Linked DNA regions of Gossypium arboreum: region 2 is linked to region 1. Evidence: chromatin contacts called from public Hi-C data. All regions are on one chromosome and are shown on one strand. Each heading gives the region's core, a stretch centred on a gene start, on an enhancer-like site or on the middle of the called end of the contact. The rest is flanking DNA. Distances are from core to core; before and after follow the strand shown.

Region 1 (6,010 bases), core at 2,472-4,971:
ATGGCCAAAATGATTGCGAATTTATTCGAAAGTATAATAAGTAATTGCATTGATAGTGCCCAAAGTGCCTTTGTGCTGGATAAATTAATTTCGGATAATGTGCTCCTTGCCTATGAGATTCTTCATACCTTTAGACAAAAAGGAGTTGGGAAGAAAGGTTTTACAGCATTTAAGTTAGACATAAGCAAAGCGTATGATAAGGTGGAGTGGTATTTTCTAAAAGTTATGATGTTACAGATGAGATTTCATACTTTGTGGGTGAAAAATATATTGAAGTGCAACACTTCAGTTTCATATTCAGTAATTATTAATGGAAAAAGTGGCTAGACATTTAAACCGGCGAGAGGAATTAGACAAGGGGACCCTCTTAGTCCTTTCTTGTTTTTAATGTTTAGTGAGGGCCTTTATGCGCTTATAACGATGGCCTTGATGGATGGGTCGATTAAAGGAGAAAAAGCAAGTAGAGGGGGTCCATCGATTTCTCATTTATTGTTTTCTGATGACAGTGTGTTGTTTGGAGAAGGTAGCAAGAGGGGTGCATAAGTTTTGAAATCAATCCTAAGGGAATACGAAAGATGCTTAGGGCAAAGCATCAATTACGACAAATCAACGATTTTTTATAGTAGCAACACTTTGTAGAAGTCTAGGTGAGTTGTTTTCAATATTCTTGGGGTGAGAAATTCAAATAATATGGAAATATATCTTGGTTTGCCAAATGTTGTGGGACTGTTGTGGGGAAAAATAAAAAAGCTTCTTTTCAACTCTTAAAGGATCGCATGAAGCAACGGATTGGGAATTGGAATTTGAGATTCCTTTCTCAAAGAGGTAAAGAAGGGTTTATTAAAGCCATTTTACAGGCTATACCCACTTACACTATGACCTATTTTTTACTTCCAAAGTCCTTGCGTATGGAATTGGACAGCATAATGGCTCAATTTTGGTGGCAAAAAGGATAAAGGCGAAAAGGGATTCATTGGAGCAGTTCCAGAATGGGCGTATAGGATTCCGTAGTTTATCCAAATTCAATGTTGCATTATTAGCTATACAAGGTTGGCGCATTCTTAATTATCCAGATTCAATATTAACGAAAGTTCTAAAGGCTAAGTATTTTACAAATACAAATTTTCTTAATTTTGAGTTAGGAAAACTACCTTCATATATCTGGAACAGTGTATGGGTAGCTAAAGGATTGCTGAAATATGTGATTTGCTGAAAGGTGGGAATAGGTTAGAATATTTCAATTGTTGCTGATGCGTGGCTCCCTGGAACTATAAGTTATAAGGCAGAATCAATTAGGAATTCCATTGAGCTAAGTAAAGTGGCAGATCTTATTGATGAACAAAAGAGAGAATGAAAGTCTGATTTTATTTATTCTACCTTCTCTAGAGAAAAGGCAAACAGAATTGTGTGAATTCCCTTAGCAATGGAACCTCATGCGGACTTCATGGTATGGAAGGGGCAAGCCTCTAAAGAATTCTCTGTGCGAAGTGCTTATAAACTTTTACATGGCTTTCTTCCTAATTATTTACAAACTGAGGCTAATTTATTTTACAAAAAATGATGGAATATTCACATTCCAAGGAAAATTAAAATCCTATTATGGAAATTTTCTTGAAATTTTAATCCTCATTTTGTTAATCTTTGGTGCAAGAGATTGCTCTCGGTGGTAGTATGTCCCAAATATGGAGCAGTTACTGAAAACATTGACCATATCTTCGAAGAATGCCCTGTGAGGCGAGAAGTTTGGATTAGCTTGAATCTGGAATGGGTATTAACAGAATTGATTTTGTCACACTAGGAGTGGCTTACCTGGGTGTTCAAGAGTAGTTCAAGCATTTAATGTCGAGTATTTTGCTACCCTTTGTGGGCGATCTGGACAGACAGAAACAAATGATTACATGAAGGAAAGAAAAGTATGGGCCTGGAAATTGTTGCATGGATAAACAAATATATTAAGGAACTAGAGGGGTATGAGGTTCGAGATTTTACCACGAGGCACGAGTCCATAGTTTGGTGGCTACCAGTTGGTTCTGTTGTCAAACTTAATTTCGACACTGCTTTTGATGACTCTCGGGTAAAATCAGTCTTAGGGGTGGTGGTTAGAAATGCTTCGGGGGAGGTCCTCGCATTCTAAACAGTGGCTCACGGAGAGGTGGCCTCTTCATTTGCAGGAGAGGCCCTTGTGTGCCTCCAAGCAATGTTTATGGGAAAATAGATGGGGTTCGCATCAGTTATCATTGAAGGAGACTCGATATTAGTAATAAAAAAAAGTAACTCAGAGAAGACTAACAAATCAGTGATTGGGGATATAATATGGAACATTCAGCAGCAAAAACAATTTTTTCACCAAATAACCTTTCAACATACATACAAATTTGCAAATATTATCGGTCACAACTTAGCTAGAGAAGCGATGAAAGGAGCGTGAGCATACCTGATCGGAATAGTCCCTGAGCAACGAACATTGGAGGTGGATCAACGGAGAATGAGGGAACCTGACTGAGGGTTGTTTGATAGGGGGTCTATGCATAGAAAGAAAACAGGAAAGTGGGATTTTGGAAACCGCTTTTCTGGGACTGGAATCGGTGCATTAATTGTGGAAATGCTAATTGGACTCCAACTGTTATCAGATTGGAAGTTTATTTTAATTTTCTGTTTAATTTTAATTTGTCTATTTCTTTGGTAATAATTTTAAGGTTTTACCATTATTGGGTTTTGTTTTCATTTTTTGGTGGGCCTGTGAATTTTGTTAGCCCATTCCTATCTTTTCTTTCATTAATATACTAGTCTATTTTGCAAAAAGTAAAAAAGATATGTGCAACTTAACAAACAGATGTCTCTAAAATAGTAATAAAATTAACAATAAAATAAAATTTATACAATATCCAAATAATAACAAAAAAATAGTAGCAACATAATTGTGAAATTGTACCAAAATAGTGAAAAAGCCAACAATAAAATAGCAATAAAATAATAAAAAATAGAAAAATAATGCAATTTTTTTTTTGCATATTCAGGCCGGGCTTAGGCCAAAAAAGCCTTACTCGAGACCTAAAATCCTCTCATTTTTCGAACGGGCCTTCAGACTAGACTAGATGGCCTGGCCCATGAATAGGTTGACATGTAAGTTATCACGCCAACAATGTTAAAATTTAATGTTTTAATCATCATTTCCTTTAGAAAAAAATGATACAACTATTTTTGAAAGTTGATGGCTAAATTTAGCTTTTAAAAAGTAAGAGTCACTTGAAAAAAATATAAACATTAAGAATTAAATTTATTATTATATCATTTTTTTTTATTTTGTAAACCGAAAATCGGTTGAAATATATTTAAATTATAATAAGCCAAATTTAATAAAATTAAACGGGATTAAAAATGATATTTAGATTTTTTTTAATTAGCTATTTAGCCCTACTTACGGGCACATGTAAAATTTAAGAAGGGGTAATTTCATTTTATTTAGAGATGGAATTTCAAAATCTTCAAAACCATGGAAAAGATATGATAAGGGCATTTGTTATTTTATGTTACGGTTACAGCTTACGTCATACATATGCAACATAGTCCAAAATGCCCTTATAGGAAATGACCTTATTGTCAAGCTTTGAAGTAATTTTTAACTATAAACTATTTCTAAGTTTAAAGACAAGAAGCTAGTTATGTAGCATTAATTTCAAATAACAAGGATTTTTTTTAAAAAATATAATATAATCAAAATCCAAATAATCATGATGGAATTTATGCTTAATCATGATTCTGTATTCTTTGATTTTGTACAGGAACTAAAGACCTGTTTTTTTAATGGTCTCATAAGGCATGTCGATGCTGAGGTTGTAATGAAATCAATGGTCCAACATGGCAAAGATTTTGTCTAAAACTATGAATTATCCCCATCATTTATTTCTTCAAAAATGAGTTAATCTTTGATTAGTAGGGTTTTTTTTTTTTACTTAAATAATAATCAAAAGAGAGCGCAAAATAAACCAATTTTGCGTAAGGATGTGGTCATGACCGCAAGTAAACTGCGTCCTGTTCGTTTTCATTTCTTCACTTTTACTCTCAGGTCAGTCCCATTCAATTAATTAAAAGTTTTCAATTGAATTGAATTGGAATTCCTTCTCAATTTCTAATTTTGTTTTTGTTTTTGTCTTATTATAGTTCATAATTTTAGGATGTTCAATTCTGGGTAAGTGCTAGTTTTTTAATTATTTCAGTTTCTTTTTTCTGGGTGTTTTTGAGGATTGCAAAACCATGGGTTGATTGATGTTTTTGAAAACTGTTGGCTGAATGAGTTCATTTGAGTTTGGTTGCAGAATGTTCCCTGTTTGTAGCATCAATCTTATTTTTTCTAATTAGATTTGATTATATCTCTATATAAACTAGCTTCATGGAGTTCTTGAAGATTACAATTTTCTTATTTGGCAATTGAATGTTTTGGGAATTAGACCCCCAAAACGGGATAAAACTCTCTCCACTGTTTTCTTTCCATTCACAAGATTCGATCTCAAAATTTTGCTTGGCATTGAGCTCCTTTCCACTCGACTCAGGATCACTTTTAGATCTCTTTTAGCAATCACAATATCAGTGGTATTAATTTTGTTTTATATTTCAGTCTTGTTTTTCGGGATCAAGCATAATAAGAGTTCAAAAGAAAAATGAAGTTCAGAAAAGGGAACTTGGTGGAGGTTTTGAGAAGAGAAGATGATCCATGTGGTTCCTGGTTTACTGGTAATATTCTTTCAGCAGATGGTGACTACTATATTGTTAGGTACAAACTGTTTACAGACTGTGAAGGAAGAAGGGTGGTGGAGACGGTGAAAGGGAAGGACGTTAGACCATTGCCTCCATATGTAAACCGGAAGAATTGGGCAGTCGGGGATGTAGCTGAGGTGTTCGATATCCAGTGTTGGAGGATAGGAAAGGTTGCAAAGGTGTTAAAGAACAATGATTCATTTGTCATTAAGTTGTTTGGGTCCATCCTACTTAAAGAATTCCATGTGTCAAGTTTAAGGGTTAGGCAGGCTTGGCATGGTAACAAATGGATGGTGGTTGGGAAGGTAAATGCCCCTTGCATTCATCGTGCTTTGGACCTAAATTCTCTTTTCTAAATGTTTAAGTTTATTAGAGCTCTCTCTCTATAAAGCATAGCATAACTCGTGATAAGTCGTTTCGAATGAATTCAAGAAAATATCTTCTTGTTGCCTTCCACATTGTTCTTTATGATATGAACTTGATTCTTGCTTGAGCTGCAGTTGTTTTTTTCCGTATTATCAATATATCTGAATCAGCCTACATGTGATTGCAGGTTGCTCAAAGTAAAGATTTGGCCAACAGTTTTACAGCGAAAACTCCGTACTGTGCCAGTGGCTTGCGTTTCAAGACTCCATTACTTATGAACAAAGCTTTGCGGTCTAAAGAGAAGAATAGAGAGGGACAACATAAGACCAGGGCTCATAATGTCATACATAAAGTCTACGCACATCAATCTGAAAAATGCAACATTGAGAAGCACTTTCGAGGAAACCTCAAGACTAGGAAATCACCTCTTAAGAGAACACTTCCTTGGTTTAACCAGGTAGATGATTTTTCTTACCCGAATGCAGGGATTGATGAAACATTAATTAAGCAATCGACTAAAAGGAATAACAGGATGGAAGACGCAAGTCCATACTGTGTATATCATTCTTCGAGGTCTGTTCAGTATACTGAAAATAGCAACCAATGCTCAGTTGCTAGCTGTAGTTTCAATGGTGTTGCTGGTGGCCGACTTTCTCCTAAACCGTTGGAAAACACATCTGATCATTCCGATGCCAAGTCGTCATTCCCATCTTTGTGTGGCAAAAGAGACTTACCCTCATCCCCTGTTGAAAAAGTCATCAATATCCATGAACTAGAGCTTCGTGCTTACAAGTCGACAGTAGAGGCATTGTATGCTTCGGGTCCTTTAACTTGGGAGCAGGAGGCATTGTTAACAAATCTCCGCCTCTCCCTTAACATTTCAGATGGG
Region 2 (6,010 bases), core at 1,135-3,634, 180 kb before region 1:
AAGTCAAACAGTAAAAAGAATTGCTTCAGTACTTTTAATCTCATCCCGAAAAATCGCTTTGTCTTTACTCCATCTTCTTATCTACTACTGATCTCCCATGAAATTTGAAACCTTACAAGAATCCTTGAGATCGATAATATAATTTTTATGGGTTTTTTATTATCGAAATCCCTAACTCATTTCCAGTTGCCCTTACGACCCACGAAATTCCTAACTTTGAAATCGAAAATTTCCTTCAGAGCCTTTAATCGACGAAATCCCCAATTTATAGCCTCCTTACCATAATCGAAATTTGTGAAAGTTCATCCACATATTATATTTTTTCAGGTTTAATAGATGAGAGAGATTATATTGGTGGAAGGTGTAAGAAGATGAAGAAAATTGGTGTGGGTTTTTGGAAAATGAGTTCGAGATTTCAATGAAAAACTATAACAAATGAAATGAGTTAAATGTTTTTTATTATAATTTTAAGGTTTCAATTTCAAAGGTTTCTACACTTAGGATCAGTGAAGAAGAAGATGGAGTGTCTTTGGGTTGTCGTTTCGATTGTATGGTGGAAGGTGTAAGAAGAAGATGAAGAACATTGTTACTATTTTAGATTTTTATATTTTTTCTTTTAAAATTTTACCTTCTAAAAGCCTTATTTTATTTATAAATTCCATGTCAGAATAGATAACATAAAATTTCAATAGAGTTATTAATTAGATAAGAATTTTTAGGGGTTAAAATTTTGAAAATAAAAATATGAGGATGAAATTCTTTTATAATGTATGAGGGGTTAAAATATACAAGTTTTTTTTTTTACAAAGAAATATGAACTTCATTTCACTAGTTAAGATTACAAGCAGATGGGCTAAATAAGCTCAAGAGATCAAGCAGTCAATAAATGGGTTTAACCCAAGCCCAAACCCTAGCCTAATTGCCCACCACCCGCCGCCAGTAGCCACAGCGGGAGAGGAGAAGACCATTGGAGATGCTTGAGAGACAAGGAAGTTGCCATGCCTCCAACACCACTAAGGGAAAGCTGAGACTGCAGCAAGATCGGGTAGAAGAAGCGCCGTCATGACCATGGAGACCATCAGGAGTCAGGACCACTAATAAAAAGGATGCCACAACCTTGGTTACCGGCATCGGTCACCAAACTACAAGGATTTGGTTTCACTAGATCGGCTTCACCATATTCGAGCTTGCAAAGGCTTGTAGTTGTCTGCGACGACGAATCTTGTCAAGAGCAGTAGCAAAAATAGGCCGAAGGAATCCTCGATCGGAGAAAAGGGATCAACTCCATAAAGAGGTTGTGGAAAGCCACGAGGTGGTCGAGTTTCTCTCCCTCCATTCCGGCGTCAAAGGGCATAGGGAAGGAGAGAGTTGGGTTATTTTATGGAAAGGGGTAGGAAAAAAAGCGAAAAAGAGAAATAAAGGGAGATATGTTAACAACGACCGGCCCAAAGGCCGGGCGTGCCGGCATGGCGGTAAGAAGGCAGGGAAAAGTGTTTTGTTTGAAAGCGAAGGAACGATAAAATATACATTGCTTAAGACATAGGGAAATAGGATGTTACGTGTGAAGCCGTACAGTAAAATGACTGGGTCTATCGTCTTGCTTTCTTTCAGTATTGTCAATGACAGCTACTATCTTTATTTACTTTTTGCCCAAACCCAAGTTGAAAGTTGAAACTCCCCACCGACTGGGCCCTATTTTTAACTTTTCCCTAATACGTACACTACACTTTTTGCTCCCATCTTCTCTTTTTTACTGTCTTAGCCCGCGCACATCATCAAGTGTTCCAATTTCTACCAATAGCCGCCCTCCCCACCCATGTATTAACTAACACGTGTATTATTGTAAGAACTGATCAAATTATGGTTTTGGTACTTTTTATTGTGCTCAAATTTAGGATTTTATCCCTGTATATTCTTTTTAAAGTTTCACTAGTTCAAAAACATCACAAGATTGGTATAAATATATGTTCCATGGACAATAATATAGATTTCAACCAATACAATACAAAGAGGATGAGGACTAATTCAAAACTAATCGAACACAACTCATATAAGGCATATTCACAAAGTAAAAAGGAGATTCACATATCATAATTACTCAAACCCGAGTCTTCAAGAGTTTTATTTTCTTTTTACTTTTATAATTTTATTAATCAATTAGTTTAATTGACTTATATTTTAATAAAAACACATTTTTCAACTTATTACGCTACTTTATTAATTAAAATATATAAATACTTGGATTAATTAATGATGTTACTAAAATACAGAGATTAAAAAGTTATGTCGAATTATAATATATGAACTAAATTTTTAGTTTGATTATAGTAAAAGGACTAAAATCAAAATTTGACCAGTGGAATGTTAGTGGATATATTCTGTTTGTTCCCGCATATAATTTTAAATGATAAAAACAAGCTGGAAGAAAGAGAGAGGAAGGCGAATTGCATTGTGGAGAAAAAGAAGGGAAAAGGATTTCACTGAAAACGATGCATACTGAGTTCTCAGTTGACGATTTCTCGGACTCCTTTTGGGCGGCTCCGCCGGGGATGAGCCGAAGCCAATCGGAGTGGGCTTTTGACAATTTTATTGAAGAGTTTTCTGGTTCGGGCGGGGCGATCCCGGTGTCGCGTTCGGACGAGAGTGTGATCGGTCCATCCTTGGCGGAACCTCGGCCGTCCGTTTCGAAATCTGAAGAAGCCGATGGTGAAGGTGACGTGGTGGAGATCAAAAGACCTGGTAATCAGAATCATAACAGTCCGCCGTCCGATCTGGCACCGACGTTCTCGATTGACTCGGATGAGTACCGCGCGATCCTCAAGGACAAGCTCCATCAAGCCTGCGCAGCTGTTGCTCTCTCTCGTGTATTCTTCTCTCTCCAATCTCGATTTCCAATTGGATTTATTATTAAATATTATAAGTCATATTAGATATTTTTTCTGAAAAATAAATATTATTCAGGCATCATCTGTTAAGGCAGAAGTTTTCTCTGCGCAAGCTGAAGATCAAGCGCTTCAATCGAGATCCCAAATTCAAGGTAAGCTTTTGCTTTGCATGCCTCTGATCTGACTTGTTCTTTTTAATGAATTCGAGTTTTTTAGACTTTCCTTTTTTCTCAAATGCAATAGATTGAACTTGTTTAGAGTAAGGATGAAGGACCGTTCACGTTTCTTATTCACTCTGATATTTGAATGCAACTTCTGTGATATAAGCATACGACTTACGCAACCCTGTAAATTAATTTTAGTTATTTCCTTACGTTTCAAATTTTAAGGAGCCGATTTCATGTTAGTTCTAAGGGGTAATTCTATTCCTGAGCAGTAGTTAGATTTTAAGGGAGTCAATTTTTATTTGTAATATATGTTTTTTATCGAAGGAGAGCTAGGATTTCTGTAAAAATTTGCTCTGAATACTTGTATTTCGGCAAAATGATAAAGGCATCTGCCTTACTCAAATTCAGTTGGAGTTGGAGTGTAGTTGGGAAGATCACTAGTCTTATACTGGGAGATAAGCAGTTTCTGTCCCATAAGCATGTTTCATTGTATTAGGAGGCTGCACTGCTTCAACAGGTTTAGTTTTTCTGATGGCAGTCAGCCCCTTCTATACTATGAAAAGTCTATATGGTTTTGAATCAAATGTAGTTCATCTAGTTTGTGATTTGTTGAGGGTGAGATAGTAGCAGAATGAATGACATGAATGTTTCTGTAGTTTGGATCCTTTAAGTTAACTACATCAATGATTTTTTTGCTGCTTGGTGAACTATAGGGAAGCATTGTTTTTCATTTAGTTTTTACTGGAGCCATCCTGCACGTATCATGCATGATTATTCCTAATAAATAATAACTGCTAGTTACTAATGTTTTCTGTCTTCACAAGGTGCAACGTAACTCAATCTTTGATTCATGTTTGTTCTGAAAGAGTGAAGGAAAGGAATATGAGAAGAAAGATGGAGGGATACATAAAAATGGAATTAATTTTCTTTACTAGATTTGATAATTTTTATTAGTTTCTTATAAACTTTACATAGGCATTCAAACAAGAAATGAAATATTATCCTGTTTATTTTTCATTTTTCTCCACTTCTCCATTTTCCTTCCTACTTCTTTTTCTTCACATTTCCTAATATCTAATCTGTAGAAAATATTGTAAAGATCTTTGGAGCTCTTCTTGCATTAATTTCGTTCTCCTTTTTCAATGACTGCTTTACATATAATAATAACTAGCTGATACAAATTCTACCATTGTAGGTTCCTCAAAGGCTCAAGGACAGGGTGAACTAGATGCTACACCTAGTGAAGTCCTGGCTATGTCTACTACACAGACAAAATCAAAGGTACAAATGAGGCAAACAACAAGTGTGTCATCAGGAGAAGATTCAGATGATGATGAACTTAGAGATACTGAAACTACTGACAACATGGATCCGGCTGATGCAAAACGTGCAAGGAGGTAATCATGTTTTCTATTTTTGACTTGTATTATTGATTGTTTTGAGGAGTTTGAGATGCTTTCTGTTATTTATTCTCTTTCGCTTAACATGTTTGATTTCCTTTTCTCTTCTTTTTATCCTAATTAAAAAGACTAGCATCTCTTTTAAGTAATAGCTATAAGAACTAATTTCGTATCTTCAAAAAGATCAAATAGTTATATTGCAAATAGAGCTTCAACTTACAATTCTATACCTCTTAGTCGAACATAGTTCTGTTGTCTTTTTCAAGAATTAATCTCAGCTATTGGCTCAGGGATTTTTCTTTTTGTGTTTTCTTAAATCAATATATTGGTTTAAAGCACAAACATTCTAAGCAGTAATTACTTATCTCACTACTAGACATGTGAATTAGTAAATTCTCACTAAATTCAATCTTTGATTTGGTGATGAAATCACAAAATTGCCCTGAATTAATTGGTATATTGTGGATGGCTCAGAATGCGGTCAAATCGAGAATCAGCTAGACGCTCAAGGAGAAGAAAGCAAGCACATATGAATGAACTTGAAGCGCAGGTTTTACTACATCATTCCTCCTACCCCTTAATGGTCTGGTGCAGTTTGTTTTATTGTTATTTTTAATCCTGTAAGTGATTTTTTCTAGGTTGGCCAACTAAGAGTTGAACATTCTACATTACTCAAGAGTCTCACTGACACGAATCACAAGTATGACGAAGCTGCTGTGGACAATAGAATTCTGAAGGCTGATATAGAAACATTAAGAGCAAAGGTAAACCATCAGCATCAGTTCGTCATCATCACCATTGCCTAATTTGCCTTTTCTTACTTTGGTCCAGTTATTCTTCAGTTAGTTTGACTTATGGTTCCTGCTGAAAGTTCAAAATTTACTTCCATATAAATGACAGGAGAATATGTTATTGTGACATCATGAAGTTTGTGAAGATTAGTCAGTCAAATTCTGAAAAGCCATGGGTAATTCATTTTCCTTAATCTAGGATTAAAGGATTAAATAGAAAATGAGCTTTCAGAATTTAGTAGCTGCAATTCTCTCGGTGAAGGGAGATTAATTTGGTTTTGGTGATCTGTATGTGCTCCATTTCAGGGATCTGCTGGACTTGTCCAGTACTGACACACTCAGTTCTATGGTGTGTTCTGACTGTTAATATACTTGAAATTATTTATGATTTGAATGTCTCTCTGAAATTTACATAATGGATACTGACATGATCTCTCGTGTTAATACACTGGAGTTACCTTGTTGGACATCAGATGTTAATGTCAGTGTTTGGACCGTTGCAAACTGTGAAGCACAGTCTTGCATCTTTTATGCCTGAAACTGCTGCGGTTGGTTGTAGCTATTTTACTTTTTTTCTATGAATCACTATTGATGCCGATTGATGCAACTTTAATTCCGTGCCTATCCTGTTGATTGTTATACTTGAAATTTTCAGGTAAAAATGGCTGAAGAAACAGTTAAGCGGGTGACGGGGATTAACTTTAACTCTGGTCTTCTATCTAGGCACAATGTAGCTAGTGTTGGCATGCCTTTTGTTAGCAGCCCAT

What was found. Hi-C and Micro-C count contacts between places; a contact is called where the count stands out from the background.
Region 2: a contact with region 1 is called in a Hi-C map of leaf, with 2.6 times the contacts expected there. The contact joins the promoter of LOC108467477 here to the promoter of LOC108468073 in region 1. A contact is called at or near these places in 2 of 5 Hi-C or Micro-C datasets (both in leaf).

The regions. Positions count from the first base shown.
Region 1 is chr8:130,561,430-130,567,439 of ASM2569848v2, reverse strand. LOC108468073 reads left to right here and starts at 3,721. Exons shown (of 4, transcript XM_017768929.2): 1 at 3,721-4,066; 2 at 4,162-4,189; 3 at 4,616-5,060; 4 at 5,309-6,010. The coding sequence starts at 4,659. It overlaps LOC108469022 (a long non-coding RNA gene), which reads right to left and starts at 2,652. Exons shown (of 3, transcript XR_001869024.2): 1 at 1,990-2,652; 2 at 1,810-1,872; 3 at 1,305-1,727.
Region 2 is chr8:130,739,024-130,745,033 of ASM2569848v2, reverse strand. It overlaps LOC108467477 (light-inducible protein CPRF2-like), which reads left to right and starts at 2,384. Exons shown (of 6, transcript XM_017768098.2): 1 at 2,384-2,864; 2 at 2,962-3,037; 3 at 4,248-4,449; 4 at 4,927-5,002; 5 at 5,091-5,216; 6 at 5,899-6,010. The coding sequence starts at 2,490. It overlaps LOC128296558 (a long non-coding RNA gene), which reads left to right and starts at 5,225. Exons shown (of 3, transcript XR_008287184.1): 1 at 5,225-5,419; 2 at 5,550-5,592; 3 at 5,698-5,850.